Regions from separate parts of the Mus musculus genome. Here region 2 is linked to region 1. Evidence: chromatin contacts called from public HiChIP or PLAC-seq data. All regions are on one chromosome and are shown on one strand. Each heading gives the region's core, a stretch centred on a gene start, on an enhancer-like site or on the middle of the called end of the contact. The rest is flanking DNA. Distances are from core to core; before and after follow the strand shown. Region 1 overlaps Eps8 (epidermal growth factor receptor pathway substrate 8). Region 2 has its middle 20 kb from the start of Eps8.

Region 1 (3,431 bases), core at 912-3,411:
ACCTGCCTCCATCTCTCTCTAAAAGATTTCCCTAAGGAAGTCAATAGTAAGGACATCTGACCGATCTCCTTCATGTCTTCAATACAACCACCTCAGCCATACCTTGGGGCATACCTCATTCTTCCATTCAGTAACCATACAGCATGAAGTTAGGGTTTTTAAATCTTGCAGTGAAGAACCACTCTCCATGACCCTGCTTGAAGCAAAACTGTCACGGAGGCGAAACTAGTTTAAGGATGTAGGTTTGAATTGAGATTTTTCTTTTAAATACTCACTGGGCACACTCACTAAGACACTCCGTGTGAGCGCACACACTAACAAAGCCTTCTGTCAGCGTGGTACGAGGTCAACCCCGATGGAACATTCGATCGGAAAAGCAGAACTCTGGGTGAAAGTCAAGCCTGTTTCCAGCAAGTCCGAGACTGACTCAGAGGAAAAGTGCAGTCCGCTGACTCACTCGCCCACTTCCTGAAACACCCAGTGTTTTTCTTGGAAGGGAGTTGCACACCGGCACCATCCCCATCCAGTTCTGATTAGACAACATAGAACCTAACCCAAACGGCCAAAACCAAGTGAACTCCTCGGAGCTGGCTTTCAAAGCAGACAGCATTCCTCAAACAGGCAATGCCTGGTTCCGAGGGCGAAGACTTTCAGCCAAACACACATGGCCAAAGGATACTTAAGACAGCACACCACTGGGTGCTCACGTGCTTTCCTCTTTATAACATAATTTCTCATGGAGAAAGAAAAACCCAGATAGTCTTTACCGCCAAAATTTAAATTGCTTTTAGCTCTGAAAATTTTCCTCTTTGTTTGGGGAAGATGTATGTGTGTGTAGGGGTATGTGTGAATGTGTGTGTGTGGGAGGGGGGTATGTACATGTGTCCATACCTGTCTGCCTGTCAGTCTGTGTCTCTGTGTCTGTGTGAAGGAAAAGTAGGTTTTCATTAAGCAGTCTGAACTGACCAGCCAACGAGTTTGAGGGACCCATCCTCCCCTAGCCCCTCGGCGCTGGGATGACAAGCACACACAAGCTTGTTTTAACACGGGCTCTTGGCATCAGACTGAGATCTCTGCAAGTGCTTTGCCAGTTGAGCTATCTCCTCAGACCCCCAAGCATGTGCCTTTATTTCCTAAGCAACTGTTCTCTCTGAGTCAACTGTGCAGAGCCCATTACAGAAGCAACAAATAACAAGAGTGAGGTCCACAGGTGTGCCAACCATTGCCGTGAAATCTTTGCATGTTTCAATATGGTTGATAATCACAAATCCTCTAAAGAGGCATGTGCCACTCTCTCTATTTACAGGAAACTGAGGCACATGGCACAGAAATACCTGATCCACCATCACCCAGGCTAAACACAGTTGAAGACTTTAACACAGATAGATAAAGGCAAACCTCCAAGCCCTGAGTCTCCAAGTGTGCCCTGGTCTACGAGCCTTGCCTTTTAGGATAACTAAGACGTTAAGAGCATGTTCCCCCTACCACCACCACCACCACACACACACACACACACACACACACACACACACACACACACACACACACACACACAACCTAGATCTACCTGTCTCTTTCATACATTCGTCTGAAACTCCCCGTGTGACTTTTCTGTCAGTAGGAATTGAGTCCTTCTGCAGTATTTCATTGTTCAGCCAAATGGACATGAGCCTCCCTTGTTTGTGAGTTCTGTGTATTGGCAGTATCAAACAGATCTATTAAAAACACTAGCAGGATCCTGTCCTCCACAGGGCCCTTGGGGAAGAAAAATACACATAACATTTCCGTCTTCAAAATAACAAGCAATTATACAGGACCGTGCAGTTTGTTTCCTCTTGAGCAATCCACCCTGGAAAGAGTTCAGACATCTGAGGCCTCTAGAATTTCACTTTCAGCAAGAAGACTATCCTCTTACACACCAGTCAGCAGCCGAGAAGCCCGCTCGATCTGTAACAAGTTCTCGGGGAATTAGCTCAAGTGTTCTGTGATTATGTGTTTCTAGTTCCAAAGAAGTGAGAAAATCCGAGGAGGTGAGGCAGAATAACACGCGAACTGAAATGCGCCTGGCACTGTGACCTTCAGATTAGCGCCGAGCAGGCAGTGTAATGGGCACAAATGCATCCACTAAGGAGCCCTCACAGAGGCAGGCTAAGAGGAATGCCTTCCCAGTTGGAGGTACTAAATATGCAAATGTACACCAGGCAGCCAGCATGCCTGGTGTGATTCTAGGGTCAACAAAGTGTCACCCTGGTTCCTTAAAACATATCCATTACCCAAGCTGCACAGTGGATGCCAATGCACTTATGGAAATGAATTCGTTCTTTCAAGTTAAACAGTTGTGTTCCCCAGAAAGCACTACTAAACCATAAATGCTCCTGAGAGCAATCACATATTATGCCACAAACATGTAAGTAAGAATTATCAGATAATTCCACCAGAATAGGAGGACTCTAGGGGCTCAAAGGCCTAAGAAGCCAGTGTCCCCAGAAACAGAAGAAATATGCTTCCAACAGATGCAGTAGTGAGCTACTGAAAAAGAAAAAAAAATGCCTGTTTAATATTCTCAACTATTCTCAACTATGAGAGAAATAGCAGCTTATACATGGAATGAGTATTTTCTAGAGCGAAACATACTATGTGGCCCCCAAACCCACCTCATTTAGGGGAAATGTATGGCCTATAACACGTGCCCTGCGTGAAGGCATACAGAGCAAACACGATTCACTCACTGCCTGTAGGAACATTTGGGCTAGCAAGACATACATGCAAATAGGAAAGTGGAACACAGGTTAGTAACACTGTCATTGGGATACCAGCAACATCCTATGGAACTGTCTTCCCAGCAGCAGCTGTCAGAGCAATATCCTAGAGGAAGCAAGTATTGGATGGCACAGCAGTGGCCCACTGGTGTGGGTATGGGCAGTCCTGGGACATCCCAGGCATGTCCCAAACGTTTATCTAGTATGGCTTTAACAGTGACTGGAAACGACTGGAACCAAGAGAAGAAAAGGATGAAGGAATGCCTAATGACGGATCCTGAGGGACCTTGTGGAATGTCTGGGGAACACCTTTGAAAATGCTAAGTCCAAAGACAATTATCTATTTATTATTAGAGCTTAAGAAACTATCCGTGGGGGTATTTCCAGGACGGGGATTGTTTCTGGTGCTCAGAGTTCACTAATTTTGAGATAATTTTGTCTGATCTTTTCATTTTGGTGGGAGCATCTACATTCTACCCTATTTATTATTTTAAAATGCACCCCTCTGCTGTTTCCATAGCAACAAACTGATTATCGGCCACCCTCTAAGCATCTGGTGACAGGGACTGGGATACAGTGAAGCCAATGAAGTACTTGCTGTAGAGGCATGAGTTTGTGAGTTCAGATCCCCAGCACCCATGTAAGAGCTGGGTGTGGCTGTGCGTGCCTGGA
Region 2 (3,534 bases), core at 524-3,023, 110 kb after region 1:
GGAGTAGCTCAGCTACTACTTGCTTGCCTGGAAAGCAGGAAGCTCTAGGTTAGATCCTTATAGCCCATAAACTGGGCACAGTGGCACACGTGGGAAGGGGAGGCAGAAGGACCAGAAATTCATGATCATCCTTGGTGACGTCCTTTGAGGCCAGGCTGTGGGACATGAGTCTACCTCAAAAAAGGAGACTTCCTTCCCACCACTGTCCTCTGCCAGATTGATGGTTGCAAGGTGGCTAAAGCACTTGCTCTACAGCCTATAGATACTGTGAAGAAGTAAGGAAGGAGCTACTTTGCCTGGCAGCCTCTCTCTTTTGCTGAGGAGGATGCCTTTTCTCAATGTCCCATCTTGCTCCGTAGGAAGTGGACAAAGCCCTAAGTGAGATTGTATTGCTGACATAGGCACAGCTATAACAAGGGTCAATGCCCCAGGGCCATGGGACATCAGCAAAGCCTTTCTCCACGTGGGTCAGGGTGGAAATTGGCAAAGCCTTCCTCCTCTGGCCTAAGTATGAGTGTTTAAAGATGATGGATCCGTGTGTACAAACTGAGCAACTGCAGCTTCCTCCTCCCAGACAGAAAATAGGCTGGAAACAGAGACCTCCTACTGTGACTGGCTAAAGCCTCTTTTTGTGCTGAACATATAAACTACTGAAGTTCCAGTCAGCAGCAGGTGTAGCTCCATCTAATGGCACATAACCCGCCTGATTCTGTATTGCTAGAGTGTGTCTCTATCACTGTCTTTTCTTCATTTCCTGCCTGCCTCTACTCAGAGTCCCCAAGACCAAACTGTGCTGAGAAAGGCCACATTTGGTTCCCACACACCCAAATTGGAACCCCCAGTAAGGATGGAGGCTCAAGCTGCTCCCAGCATGGTCCCCACTGCAGAAACCACTCTTGACTCTCCCAGGGCCTTGATGTATTCCAGCAACATATTTCAAGTGACTGTGGATATTCAAAAGTACTGCTTCTTACACAATTATTATAAAAATTTTTCTATTATTCAATCATGGTTAAAGTCACATTCACTAAGTATATAGATTTTATTTCAGATCCCAATAAACAATAATACACACACACACACACAAGCAAAGGGACTGGAGAGATAGCTGTTCTTGCAAAGGACTCAAGTTTGGTTCCCAACACCAACAACAGGCAGCTCAGAGCCTCTGGCTCCAGCTCTAGGAGATCTGAAGCCCCTGGCCTCTGTAGGCACCTGCACTCATCTATACACACAGAGACACACATTCATGGGCATAGTCAACTATAATAAGAAAATTAATAAAAAGAGTAAGCAAGTGTGCCTTAGTCAATGTTCCATTTCTGTGAAGAGACACCATGACCAAGGCAACTCTTAGAAAAGAAAGCATTTAATTGGGGTGGCTTGCAGTGTCAGAGGTGCAGTACGTTTTCATCATGGCAGGAAGCATGGCAGCACTCAGGCACCCACGATGCTGGGAAAGGGGCTGAGAGTTCTACTTCTGGATCTACAGGCAGCAGGAAGAGAGAGACTCTGGGCTTGGAGTGCCTTTTGGAAACCTCAAAGCCCACTCTCAGTGACACATTTCCTCTCAAAAGGCCACACCTTCTATTTCTTTACAATGGTGCCACTCCCTGGTGACCAACTATTCAAATCTGAGTCTATGGGAGCCTTTCTCATTCAATCTACCACAGCAGGGCATTTTTAAGTTTCTTTGTTATTGAGTCTACTCTATTGTCTTAACATTTTGCTAAATCCATAGGTTTGGGTTTTTTTGTTTGTTTGCTTTTTAGTTCCCACTCCTATCCCCGCCCAGAGACTGTGTATCCCTGGATGTCCTGGAACTTAATATGTAGAACAGGTCTTCTTGGGCTTTTACTGCTTTGAACAGACACAACCAAAGCAACTCTTACAAGGACATTTATTGGGGCTGGCTTACAGGTTCAGAAGTGCAGTGCAGTATCAGCAAGGCAGGAGCATGGCAGTGTCCAGGCAGGCATGGTGCAGGAGGAGCTGAGAGTTCTACATCTTCATCTGAAGGCTACTAACAAAATACTGACTTCTAGGCAGCTAAGATGAGGGTCTTAAAGCCCACACCCACCGTAACACACCTATTCCAACAAAGCCCTACCTCCAATTAGTGCCACTCCCTAGCCTAAGCATATGCAAACCATAACGCACTAGCCTGCCTATTCAGAGATCAGCCTGCTTCTGCCTCCCCAGTGCTGGTAATTAAGGCTTGCATTACTACCCCTGGCAAATCAGTGGTTTCTAAGTACAAACCACAGAATGAAAACCAGCCCACGAGTCTCTGAGCTTCACAGTAATGTTCTCCACTGGTAGAATTCAATTACTACAGCCAGCATGCCTGAAAACAGCGCACAGTTGATGTACCATTCCATTTGAGTTCACTGAAATAATTGCTTATATTTCTATTAGGCACGCATGCAAGATCCAAACGTTAAAGAGGCAACTCTATTATTATGCATGTGAGTGCTGTTTGAAACATTAAAACAAACGCAAAAACATTTTTTTTGAGACTATGTGACTAGCAAAGTTTTAGTGCAAATGCACTATTTGAAGTGGCTTTTTGTTATACTGAGGCATATTCACAACTGTATTTAAGCCAGCTCCGGAGTCACCCCAAACTTAGCAACTTAAAACAGCAGTGCTCATTTATTTAGTTCATGTATCTGCAATTTGATCAAGTTTGGGAGAGGCAGTGACTCTCAGCCACCCCAGTATCTGTTGAGGAAGCTTGACTGGGGAAGATTCCACTTCCAAGATAGTTGGCTGTTGTAGGAGTTGGTACAGTTCACAGCCAGTTCAAGCTACTTTTTAAAAAAATAAAACTCAGATGGAATGGCCTTAACCTTTCTTGCTCATAGTTGTGAATGCTAGACGTCCAGGGTACCAGAATGATGGCGACTGGCGAAGGCTCACTTCCTGGTTTACAGATGACTCCTCTTATATCTGCGACAGGGAGAGAAGGATTGAGAAAGAAAGTCAGGAGGACAACTCTTTTCTTATAAGGGCACAATCATGACATGCGGGCTCTCTGTTCATATGGATTTGGGTGGAAACACTTCGCAGGTATTATTAACAGGGGGCGCTCTTCTGTAAATTCTGTCAGGACTATTGTCTGAGAACATAGGCCCTTGCCCCATGAGTATATGTCTCGATTTGGGCCGTAAAGCATGGAGGAAACAAATTCCTCAAACCCAGTGGGAAAGGTTCTAATACTTTTGTTTATTCATAAACGGCAAAAAGCAGATAAATGGGTTTTTTGGGGGGGGTTGGTTTTTTGAGACAGGGTTTCTTTGTATAGCCCTTGCTGTCCTGGAACTCACTTTGTAGACCAGGCTGGCCTCGAACTCAGAAATCTGCCTGCCTCTGCCTCAGATAAATGGTAAAATGGGCCCACATTCGTTCGTTCACACAAACACTCTCTCACTAACCTTTCTAGTCTGGCAGGTGTACCCTGAGTTCCAAGCAGCAGGCAGGAAAGATGCGATTCAAAGTGGCGTGCAGCCTTTGCTAGATAAGCAGCGGATG

What was found. HiChIP or PLAC-seq counts read pairs in DNA pulled down with a chosen protein or histone mark.
Region 2: an H3K27ac HiChIP or PLAC-seq map of embryonic stem cells shows a contact between it and region 1, with 11 read pairs. The contact joins two enhancer-like sites. A contact is called at or near these places in 4 of 39 promoter capture datasets (the 3T3-L1 cell line, 3T3-L1-derived adipocytes, the C10 cell line and 1 more), 1 of 15 datasets of contacts at CTCF or cohesin (the NIH/3T3 cell line), 8 of 484 Hi-C or Micro-C datasets (the MC3T3-E1 cell line, cardiomyocytes, granulocyte-monocyte progenitors and 3 more), 4 of 115 datasets of contacts at active chromatin or transcription factors (embryonic stem cells, heart atrium, kidney and 1 more) and 3 of 9 other capture datasets (adipose tissue, liver and pancreatic islet).

Annotation. Positions count from the first base shown.
Region 1 is chr6:137,558,605-137,562,035 of GRCm38.p6, forward strand. All of the region lies in intron 2 of Eps8 (epidermal growth factor receptor pathway substrate 8), which reads right to left. Among named protein-coding and RNA genes, the nearest start is that of Eps8, 89 kb to the right of the region's middle. Within about 2 kb of position 2,162, at least 192 of the 459 cell types and tissues checked have an H3K27ac peak or open chromatin away from gene starts, as enhancers often do. A contact at or near this core is called in embryonic stem cells, where this site is marked.
Region 2 is chr6:137,667,933-137,671,466 of GRCm38.p6, forward strand. No RefSeq gene overlaps it. Among named protein-coding and RNA genes, the nearest start is that of Eps8, 20 kb to the left of the region's middle. Within about 2 kb of position 1,774, at least 4 of the 459 cell types and tissues checked have an H3K27ac peak or open chromatin away from gene starts, as enhancers often do. A contact at or near this core is called in embryonic stem cells, where this site is marked.